Linked DNA regions of Gasterosteus aculeatus: region 2 is linked to region 1. The links are chromatin contacts, called in public Hi-C maps. All regions are on one chromosome and are shown on one strand. The core of a region is the stretch at or near the end of the contact, and the rest is flanking DNA. Distances in the headings are between cores, read along the strand shown.

The links. Hi-C and Micro-C count contacts between places; a contact is called where the count stands out from the background.
Region 2: a Hi-C map of whole body shows a contact between it and region 1, with 7 times the contacts expected there. The contact joins the enhancer-like site here to the promoter of agrn in region 1. A contact is called at or near these places in 6 of 6 Hi-C or Micro-C datasets (blood and trunk muscle, liver, skeletal muscle and 2 more).

Annotation. Positions count from the first base shown.
Region 1 is chr2:16,764,447-16,770,322 of fGasAcu3.hap1.1, forward strand. agrn (agrin) reads left to right here and starts at 2,621. Exons shown (of 36, transcript XM_078085420.1): 1 at 2,621-3,306; 2 at 4,584-4,845. The coding sequence starts at 3,106.
Region 2 is chr2:16,815,689-16,821,564 of fGasAcu3.hap1.1, forward strand. All of the region lies in intron 2 of agrn (agrin), which reads left to right. Among protein-coding and RNA genes, the nearest start is that of LOC120828745, 18 kb to the right of the region's middle. Within about 2 kb of position 3,588, at least 3 of the 9 cell types and tissues checked have open chromatin away from gene starts, as enhancers often do.

The DNA of each region.
Region 1 (5,876 bases), core at 1,371-3,870:
AACGACACACGCCTGATTACAGTCAAATCTTTCCAGCTGCGGCGGGCTGCTCTGTGTGAGCCATCATCATGAGTATATCTTCATCTTCATCGATGCAGCGATCCTGCGTGTTTATTCTCTGGGGCCTTTTGTGTTGAAATATTTGTGGGATAGTTCCTGTGCTCTGGCAAGTTTCACATTAGGTGGGCTTCCACAATAATCAGGTTTTGAGTCCTTGGTGAGGGACAACAGATATTTTGTAACAGGGCTAGTTTGTACGTATCAAAGACATTTTCCTAATAAAGAAAATGACGATACTAATAAATGTCCCTGACAATTTTTTAAAGGTTTGTACGCTGTGAAAGAAAATAAGCTTAATAAACAACTTTCACACTTGGGTACTGAATAAATGAACTGTGGGATTTTAATAAACAACAATACCAATCACACTTGTACAGCTGTAAAGTCTCTCAAAGTTTAGATGATATAGCTTAACCCAACAATACTTACCATGCAGCTTCTAGATCGTTTTACAGCTGCAATAAACCATCCTTTTTGGGCTATTTTTTTGCACACTGGGATTGGGTGCACCACATAATGCAAGTTGATGTTCTGGGTTTTGCAAACAACTGCCATATGTGCCTACTGTGGAGCGGACATGTGAAGGAATACATGATCATTTTGAGTATTGTTTCTGATCCCTTGATAGATATACGGTCAACACAATTTCTCCTTATTCAGTTTTTTGGTTTCCAACATCTCCAGAAGGAAACGTTAGCTTCTTTAACTGCTAACGGCCACCTGATAGGAGCATGCTAATGAATGCCGCTATTCACCAGCTACCTGCTAGCTAGCGCTATCTGTCTGCTTTTTGGTTTTTACCACGCAGTGTACGTTTAAACAAACTTTTTTTGGGCCAAAGGAGTGCAGCTGCTGGGAAAAGGCCAAATAAAAGAGACTTATTCTTATCAATTCAAGATGAGCTAAAAGTTGCTAAAATACTAACTTGTATTGCTAGCTTAAAAGCTTTAGGAACTTAGTCAAATTAATGCACTTTAACTTTAATTCCAATACCACTGAAGTAACAGTTATGGTTTAACAGATCTAAAACACAAACAAAGCTGGTATGGTCCATCAATGACATTAGCGATTCCTGTTTGACACCAACATTCAGCTAGATTGAGAAAATGTGCATAACAACACGCAGTGGAAATGTTTGGCTGTAGCCACTCTTGTTCCAACCAGTCGTTAGTGCTATAATGTAAAGCTCATTTATATGTAAAAGCCAATTAAAATATTTTTTAAACCCACAAAGTCAGCCAGTCAGTTCCCGTTCAGCAGAGCAGCTCGTACAACTAGACAGTATTAAGACGATGTCATTTTGGGATTTGTGAGAATATTTCTCGAGACTTAATTGGAAGGTATCTGCCTTGAGGAACGGTGCGTGACGTGTGTGTTCTCCTGTGATAGAAGCAACACATGTTATTCACTGATACATTCAAATAAAAGCAGTGACAGACATGATTTGTCATTGTCTATTTGGGTAGCTGTCAGAGCTCAGGCCCACTTGAACAAATTTGCGTCCAAATAGTCTCTAGCCTCTGTGCATAACCAAGCCTGTCATTTTCCCAGAAATAGAAGGGTAGTTAAAATTACAGCTTTTGAGGAGTGGAAATTTACGCACTGTCCGTTTTTAAATAAGAGCTCGAACAAAATAGCCACATGGTAACATTTACAGCAGAACAGCAGAGGTTTAAGATACACAGGGAATCTTTAATGACATACAACATAGAGTGAGTACAGCTGTAGGTTTCAGTTTCACATGGATTTGTAGTTACTGTCCAAAACCCCAAAGTTAATACCTAAAGTCAGAAATCCAGATTAGATAAATTTTTGAAGCGTTACATAGAGTGTATATCTAGTTTATCTTCACTAGTGCTATAACTCAAACAATAGTGATATTAAAGATCAAAAAAGGTCAAAATAATGCTGTTCAAAGAACTTAAATGGACCAAGTTAAATTTTTCATAACATGGAGTCTGGGAGTCAGCAACATTAACATATCATTGCCATATATGTTACCTTTAAAGGTTGTTATAGCAGAAAGCTGTAGCCTACTTTCTGCTGGAGGTTTTAGTGAGTCAGCCGAAAGAGTAAAAAAAGCTGAATCATTGACTGGCGACCAATCCAGGGTGAACCCGGTCTCTCTCCCGATGTTGGCTGGGATCGACTCCAGCCCCCTCGCGACCCCGTTGGCAGGGTGAGCGGCTTGGAAGATGGATGGAGGGACACTGCACAGATGGGTCTTAATTCACTTCTTTTTTTTTTAAACAACCATGGAAGTAAAATCTTAACTTAGAGACATGTCTTGAATAAAAAAAACAACAACTTAAAAGCCAACGACATTTTGAGAGTTTAAAGCGGACTGTCTGGTGAACTGCATTTAATAAACATGTATTACATCGGCTCAGGCAATTATAAGACTCTATTCTATTCTAGATCTTTCTTGGGGGCTGATGAGGTCCGGAGGTAAAGACACCGTCTGTCCGACCGGGGGCGGCCTTGGACAGCCACTTTTCTGCAGGCATCGAAGCGTGGCCCTGCGCACCCCCCTCTCTCTCCTCCCCCATCACCCACCCTCACTTGTGGGATCAGCAATTCGTATCGCATGCAAAGTCGGGGAGCGTCACTGTGAATGTGTGTGTGTGTGAGAGAGAGAGAGAGAGAGAGAGAGAGAGAGAGAGAGAGAGAGAGAGAGAGAGAGAGAGAGAGAGAGAGGGGAAAAGACAGGGGGCAGAAGCGCGGTTACATTCCTGGAGAGACAGATCCCTGCCCCTTCCTCCCCCTTCCTCCTCCTTCCTCCTCCTTCCTCCTTCTCCCTCTCTTGCCTCCAGGTCTCCCAGCCGGCGGCGGCAGAGAGGGATTTTTCGACCCGGGTTGCAGATGCGGGGAGCTGGGCTGCAGAGTGCAAAGACACACCGGTAGTCCTCGCGGGAAGTTGCGGGAAAGGAGCTAAATTAAAGAAGAACCAAACGCAATTGGCAAAAAGAGTTGTGGGTTTGTTGTCGAGCGGTGAAATCTAGATTTGAATAAAGTTAACTTTGTGTCGTGTCGCCCGCGGTGGACATGGGCTCCCGGCGGACACTCGGGGCCGGCCGGACGGCGCTGCTCCTGGCGGGGCTGCTCGTGGCTCTGTGGCACCGCTGCTCCGCGGGTTGCCCGGAGAGAGACCTGGAGAACAGGGAAGAGGAGGCCAACATAGTTTTGACCGGCACCGTGGACGAAATAATCAACCTGGACCCGGTGCACAATACGTACTCTTGCAAGGTACGTGAATTTCGTGTGGTTTGTGTGGAAGCCGCCGCGTGCTTCCTTCAGGGGGAAATGCACCTGCCTCGTGATGGAAGCGGGCTATTAGAAGTCACGTATTGGATCGCAATGGACTCCACGCTGGTGTTAGCTGATTCTAGTACAATTCTAACAGGTAAAAAAAAAACAGTTTACAAACTCATTCATCGAGAAGCCTTTGGCATTAACACTGACAGCGAATTTGCTTCGGAAACATATAAATGTGTTTAATTCGCCCTTACCAATTACACAGCAAGGGAGGCCCAAGCGACCTTGTAATCAGCCCGAGCCTGCCGCCCTACTGAGGTTAGACTGGCCCCTCAACTCCTGTTCCCCCTGGACACATACGTGATGTGATCTGAATCATTCAGGTTGGGGTGCTGCTGACATGTGGCACAGCCGACTGGCCGTAACAGTGGTTTTCATTGAGAAATATCATTTAAAAAAAACATAATAATGAGATAACTGAAGTACCACAGAGATACTGTAAGAGACGAGAACCTGGACTTCTTCTGGCACTTGTCACAGCAGGGTGCAGTTATTATACTGTCATTAGTCACTCCAGTGTGAAACCAGTGTGTGATGGACCTGCTACTGTAACATTTCCACTCTCTCTTTGGTGTCACAAGAACATTATCACCAGTGGACCACGTAAAGGCGCAGGGTTAAACCCCCCCTCCTCCAAACAAGACGCACGTATCCATGCCGCTTGGAAACTAACATCTGCATCACCATGGACTCGTGGTACCCTGCTCTATAATCTGTCAAAATAAACAAGTGGTGCAGGGCCGCTCTGCCCCTCAGCACCCACATGCTTCCCGTCTCCCGATGAGTCGGCGGAGTAGATTAGAGGCCCCGTCGCGCTCCCGTGTGTACACACAAACCGCGGCTGAGCGGCGAAACGGGACGAAGCGGCTGACCTGCGGCGCAAAGAGGGGGGGGGGGGGGGGGGGTGACTGCGCACCGGGCAGATTTGCTGCACTTCCTGTGACGCAGGAAGCGTGCAGCGTTTTAGTTGCATGATGATTACTTCGGTAGCGGCGGCCATTGTTGTGCGATAAACTGTCATGGGATGTTTGGGTTGCACAGGTGTAATTAACATTCTTGATTTCTTAGCAATTAAATGAACAGGAGTAACTGTTAATTAACAAATTCCGAGGAGAGCAACCTTGATTCAGGTAGACAGCATCTCTCTGCATAAAACCGCGTGGCTAAAGAGGATGCTGTGTTGTGTTTCTTTTGTCGTTCGCCCATAGGTCAGGGTGTGGCGCTACTTGAAAGGGAAGTCCAACGTCAACCAGGAAATTCTCCTGGACGGCGGCAACAAGCTGATGATCGGCGGGTTCGGCAACCCCGGGATCTGCGACAACCAGGTGGCCACGGGCGACACGCGCATATTCTTCCTCAACCCTGCTCTGGAGGCCATGGGGCCGGAACACAAGAACGAACTCATGCTCAACTCGAGTCTGATGAGGATTACCCTGCGCAACCTGGAGGACGTAGAGCACTGCGTGGAAGGTAAGCAATGGAACAGCGCCTGCGTCTTTTACGTTGCCGGGAGGGATGATAAGAATGAGAGGCAGCAGCGAGCATTCCCGCTGGCTGCTGAAATGACGCAGCCTCGGGCTCATGGCGTCAACGTTTCCCTGAAGTCACTGGAACGAGGCCAACTGAGTCATTTTAGGAGCTTTGTTGCCATGGTGAAGCTTCAACCTTTTTCCAGTGGAGCCTTGAGGCGGATGTGTGTGATTAACACCTTGAGGACCCCGATTGAGTGGTTCGGGGATGATTCTCGACCTTTGCAACCCGTAGCTGGCTGTGGTGGTTTTATGAGGTTAAACACTTGCATACACATAACACAAAACGTTGGAGCTGTATGTGGCAAAGCAGGTTTACACAAATCTTTTATTTAAACAACTTACCCACCAAATCAACTTCACTGTAAATGACTGTTTCACTACCCAAAGACTAGGTAATAAATCAACAGATCTAATAAGATTTCAATAATCATTTTGAAAATGCTGTTGTTCACTTGATTGTAATTATTACCAGAAGTTTTGCATGAAAAGAGTTTACTTTACATTCTTATTCCTCCTGAGTCCTTTTTTTTGGCCGAGAAGCAATTTGTTAGGCTTCTACGAGAAGAATCGCACAGCCATGACTAATAAATCTCCGCCGTCGGCTGTGACTGCAAGGCTGTAGCAGCCTCTGCCCCCCCATTGCCAGCGAGCAGGGAGCTCACTGCTGTTTAACTTTTGCTAGGGCTCGACATCGTTGGCAGTCATTGGAAGTTTGAATCCCACACGTAGGCCGGCCCGGGAGCAGCAGGGTGGAAACGATCTGGAGCAGGAATCACCTTGTCCAAGGCTTTCTGGGGCGATCACTGTTTCAGAGTTGTAGGGTCGATATTCTGGGTACTTTCCTCTGAACAGTTCTGGGTGGCAGGATGTTCCAATGGATGCAGCTTGTTTGCAGTGTTAAGTTGCATTTGGCAGACACATAAAACCTTCTTCTGTTTGTCTGTCCAGGCACGAAACACTGCACTGCTA
Region 2 (5,876 bases), core at 2,338-4,837, 52 kb after region 1:
CTCTGCCTACTGAAGGACACAAATATATAAATGCAGGTAAGCACATCAAACTATCTTTTAAACTAATGCCTTTTCTGTTTGCTAACAGGTGCGTTTGAATCAACTTTGTGAACAAAAAGGAGTAAACTGTGATGGGGATTTCCGGTTTAATCTTTTTTTAAATTAAATTAAAAAAAACAAACAGATAATATCTAAAGCTCTTCCTTTATGCATACATACATAATATGATATATAATGATATGATATGTAATATGTACAGTTAATATGTATATATAATAATCCAATAAGTCGAGGAACGTGAAGATTAATACCGAGCTCTTACAGTGTGCACAGGTGGTTGATTTAATAAGGTATGGGAATGATTTATGAGGTGTGAGTCTTATGAAGATTGCTCCTTTCCGGATACACTGTCCCCGTGTTGCATGCGTGAAGCATATCTTTGTAATTGCTTCCTTTCCTTTCATATACTTCATGCACTTGCTGACATGATTAAGGGTTGTAGACTCATGTCATACATTCTCTATGCATGTCCTTTGCTGTGGTATAATTATGGCTGCCACAGTAAACGTCTCACCGCAATGGTTCATGTGCATCAAGCTGCCTGCAGAGCAGGGACGAGCTATGGAGCAATGCTTTTTTCTAGTTTTTAACTTTGTAGTGTTCATCATCTTTATTATTAATATTATAGTTTTGGAGATAGCTGGATCAGCCACTTATTGAGAGTAAAATTTGAATGTAAAACTATGATACTTGTCTTTTTCTGATGGCTGGATTCCCTTTCATGGTGTTTTGAACAATGAGGGATTTGTTTTTGCACGATTTCATTTCTAAACACAGAAGAGTTCAAATGCAAAAGAGGCTCATAGACGACCCTTTTCTCTGTGCACGTAAACGTTCTCTTGTGCCTTCGGTTTGTTTAATAGTACCAATTACTACAGCGGCAGCGCGGGCAAATGCTGCACGGCGCCGGGTTGCCTGTTGAAAAAGCGCACACACACACACACACACACATGTGCGTGAGCGCGTGTGGTCTCAACCGGCAAGCGAGGCGCCAAGGAGTACGCGACGGGGACAGGGCCAGGGGTGAGGTCGAAGGTCGCGCAATGGCGGGGTTACGAGGGCTCTGGCGCTCGCAGCAGCCCGCGACCCGCTCGCCCCCCCCCCCCCCGTCTTCCTCGGGGATCTCATTAAGGCGAAAACAAGCACCTGCATGGGGGGGAGGGGATCAGCAGAGCGCTGAAAAGCTGCGGCGGTGTTGCTGCTGAAGCCGCTTTGCCCAGGTGGGGTTGAGGGGACACAGAAGATCCCTCGCTGAGTATCACACGGCCGCGCCCCCCCCCCCTCATGTCGGGCGCAGCGCGCATCCAACGTCTCCTCTCACTCGTTCCTTCACCCCTCCATTCGTTTATGTTGTGTACTTAGAACTTTTTTACATCTGCATTGTCAGTCCCTCTGTGCTCCGTCTCATTGCGTGACAACGCCCCCCCCCGTCCCCCCCGTCCCCCACACATCCACACACCGTTTCCGTTGAGCGAGACAAAGGCTCAGGTAGTTTTGGCCCCCTTTTCAAAAGCAACGCACCATTAACAACGCCGCCAGTGGAGAGGACGTCTTTTGTGTGCGCCGCTGTGAATCCGACTTATACAAACGTCCCCCCCCCCCCTCCCATCAAAGGCCGATGGTTCCACTTGTCTGCTCCAGCGCTCCCCTCTCCTTTTTTTCCCGGGGCCTGAACCCTATTATGAGCCTTTTTAATAAAGGCGAGGGGGGGGGACGGGGGGGTTGCAATTATCTGCTGTGTGGTTAGGGAGGTCAGCGTGTGCAGCCCTCGGGGTGGGGGTCTTACGGCCCCTCTTCAGCCGTCTGTTCCGGGGAGGGCAGGTGTCATCCACATTAACTGATAAGCCGTGTGTACCAGCCGGGTAGTAGTGGCCCCGACACACGAATCCTTCACGTCCCCTCGTCTTCTCCGAGGACGGGACGGCTGACAGCCGCCAGTCTGAGGAACAGAGGTGAAGCGAGACTCTTTTATCTGAGGCTCTTTTCTTATGTCTCTTCGCCGCCTTAAAAGGCTGTTGTTTAATTCAGAGGAGCTCAACTTCCAGGGGTTGAAGGTAAATGACGGAAGGAGTCGGAGGCTCGCTCTGGGAATAGAGAGAATCTCTGAATAGTGTGAACAGGCTCGGCCGTGACCTTGATGCAGGGACAGCTCCTGATATGTGTCCATCTGAGAAGCCAGGCCGCTCATTTCATCACACTTGTTTCTTCTTCTGGAAGTTTAAAAAGACACTCGCCAAATCGTTCCCGTTGGTCGAAGCCTTTTAAATCGTCCTCTGAGCCAAGTGGAGATTCTCCATTTCGTGGTTGGTGCCATGCAAGCAGCAGCCAACGTGTTGCCAACGCGCCCCCCCCCGCCCCCCTCCTCGTCTTTTCCCTTTCACTCATTCTCCCGCTTAGCTTCCTCTCTGCCGCTTTCCCTGAGCTCAGAGCGAGCCCCCCGTCCCCCCCCCCGCTCCCAGCCTTGGTTCGGTGACATCCTCGTTTATCAGGAAACCTTCAGTCCGTGTTGTCCGAGTTATTTAACCTTTGGAAACACAGATATTTCCTCTGAGAGCTCCTCTTTGGTCGTGTATTTCATCCGGGAGATGCAAGAATTGTAATTTGCCCGCCGAACCACAGATCAGGATGTTGTCAACATTATCGTGTGTATAGCAAAAGTATATATTTTTGTACTGGAATAAATCAAGACTCCAAATTGAAAGCATGTCTCAAAAGTTTGCGTCGTAATGAGGTTAACTCTCCTGCGCCTTCCCTTCGGCGCGCGTCCTTCAAATCCGTCAGTAAATGTGAGGATCATCGTCCCACACACGCGTGTGTGTGTGACAAAGCGAGGCGTGTACAGTGAGTGTATGTTCTCAGCAGCATATGTTCAGTGCCGTGAAGAAAAGGCGGGTCTGTCAGCACTCTAACGACCAGAAAGTCCTGTCAAAATCGGCGAGGGATTCTCTCACATGTTGCCAATAATGTCATATTCCCCCAGCCAATGTGTTTTTCGACATAACACGGCTGATGTCACTCTAACAGACAGCGGAAGTTAACACACTGGCAGAGCCATGAAGGACGAGATCTCAACAGGCCGGAATTATGTTGCTGTCAGCTGTGACATCAAAACCAAGTGGGAGGAGAGCTGAGTGGCTCTTCATCCCCACGACCGCAACTTCCCGCTAAGCAGATGTTTAACTAAAAAAATACTTACAAAGGAAATAAAATGTCAGCATCCTTCATGTTTTTTAAACAACACTCATCAGCATTGTGCGAAGATGTGCATCGTTTGGGCGTTCCTCTGGCAGCCGCCGCTGTGGGCTGGTACCACTTTATGCGAGACTAAGCATTGTAGCACCAAGCACCAAGTCTCTATGTCAAAACGACCGTTTACCTTAGTGGAACTTCAAGGGCCTTTGTCAATATAAAGTACTGCAAGCGCGCGCCTGCTGCCTAGCAGCCGCGCTCCGCTACGACTCGAGGATTATTGTTGCCATGGGGCAAGTTTGTTGGGCTGCAAAGAATTTTTGGCAGCTATGAAGACTGCTGCTAAGTGTCTGTCTGCTTGGCTGCTTTGTCAGGGTTATGCTCCTCTCTTCCTTATTGGGAAGGAATATCTCTCTCTCACACACACACACACACACACACACACACACACACACACAGAGGGCTGTAACTTAATTGACTGGGTTGGAACACGACCAAGAGTCCTCGGCGCGATCCAGGCCACTCCCCCCCCCCCCCCCCCCTGCTGAAGCACCTCAGCTGCGTTTACTCCCCTCACACTGGTTTCTGACCCACATGTACACTCTTATCTCCAAGGCTACGTCGAACTTTGTGTCCCGGTTCATTAGTGTGGGATATTCCGGCCTGCTGTGTCACCGCCTGCGTCTGGCTGTAAGTGCAGCCCGAGGCCACATCTACACGACGTGAGCCGCTCCCAAGTGCTACACCTGCCGGGTCCCTCTGCCGGCCTCTGCTTTACCTTCACGCTTTATATGATAATTAACTGACTTTCTCGTCTGCAAGAAATAAATACAGCTTGCTATATATTCTACTAGTATAAGTCCTGCATGTTTCATTTGGACATAAAATTAGCCTGACTGAATGTGTCTTGATTGATGGTGTAAATCTATATTAGATGTAATATTGACAATTTCCTGCTTGTGCATCCAAATGTCATGGATGGAGCACATGTATTTATAATGAAAGCTGCACTCAGGTAATGAACTTCATGGGTTTCCCACTATGTGTAAGAATGACTTCATGAGTCTAGTTGATGTCAGGAATGAGATGGAGGTCTGTGCAGGGATGGAGAGTCTCTTGCACCACCTGTGGAGGAGGACAGAATGGACCAGCTCTTTGCATCTGCTGCCATCTCATGGCGGCCTGCTGCATATTACCAACCATGCATCCGCAGGGCTGTAGTAAACTAAACTAAACACATTTAGGATTTATTCGCCTGGTTATCTCCAGCATGCACGTTGTTTACTTTGGATATTCCAAACGTAATTCACAGTGTTTCTCAATTTATTTACTTTTTGTTGCTGTGGGTCATTAAAGCAGGTGGCGCCAGCTTTATTGTTCCATTTTCCCGGAAATTTCTATTTTCAATCTTCTCCATGTAAGTCGTCCACTTACTTGTTTCCTGGTTGACCTAAAGTTGCTTTTTGTCAGAAAAAGAGAAGAAGAGAATAATAACAATTAGATAAGTGGGGTGACTTTGCTCTCGGTCAGGGACACTTTGTTTCCCTTTCATCGTTGCGAGGGAGCACCTCTGTCTTTCCATGTGTTCATTTCTTTCAACAAAGAAGCGTTACAAATTTGGGGTTACCGAATGAAGCGTGTGGAAAGGAGTCAGCTCAGAGGTGGTTCAGGCGTCTAACCTGGAGGATTTGCAGGCACACCCAAAAGGTAGGAGACCCGGGGGGGAGGCCTCGGGTTTCCCCAGAAGGAGCTGGACATGTTGAGAGGGAAGCCGGGGTCGGCCTGCTGGGCTCACAGTGCCTAATTCCCCAGTCATTTAGATTGTTCCACCTTAACCTGTGCAGCGGTGCTGTGTCAAAGGGAGAGAAAGCTGCTCTCGCAGACGTTTTCCGTTTGGGGATGCAAGGATAAGTAGTTACACTAGGGGGCGCAAATGCTCCAACACGGAGGTTAGAGACGGCAGTTGACTACACCAGCTGATTGCCGCCACTTCTTCCTCCTCCGCCTCCTCCTCCTCTTAATTCCATGTGTTTGTAGAGTCCAAACCAGGCCTCAGCCCCCCACTCCCCCCCGCTCGAACCCCTCTCCTGCTCCCCTCTGGGGTCACGCCATACTGAGGCCATTTTCATTCAAATAAATACTTTATTTTCACGATAAACAACCGTCAGGCAGAAATATTCTGCCGCAGAGGTTTGTTTTGTTCTTGTTTTTTTTACGGTTGTCTGCTCTTCAGAAAGTAATAACACAACCAAAAGTGACAGGAATGAGGAATGAGAGCGGGGAGGCCGTGAGGTGGATACGAACCACGATTGTTATCAGCACATCACGTGGCGAACCTTCAGCAGGAAGGAGAACAATGAAAGGAGGGCGGCGGTTCATGCACATCCATATTTAATCCGTCACTTGAGCTGCTGTTGCATCGGCTCTCGTCATCGCGGCGAGTCTGCTCCCACGTTGTGGTGCGCTGCTCGGGTTGGGTTGCCAAGGGCAGCGCCTCCACCACAACCCGGTGGGTCATGGGGGGGGTGGGGGTTATGGTAATATAATCTATTTCACCCTTGATCGCACATACTGTATATGCAGAAGGCCGCAGTGAAGGGTGTGCACGTGCCTAGCGGCTTGCTAAG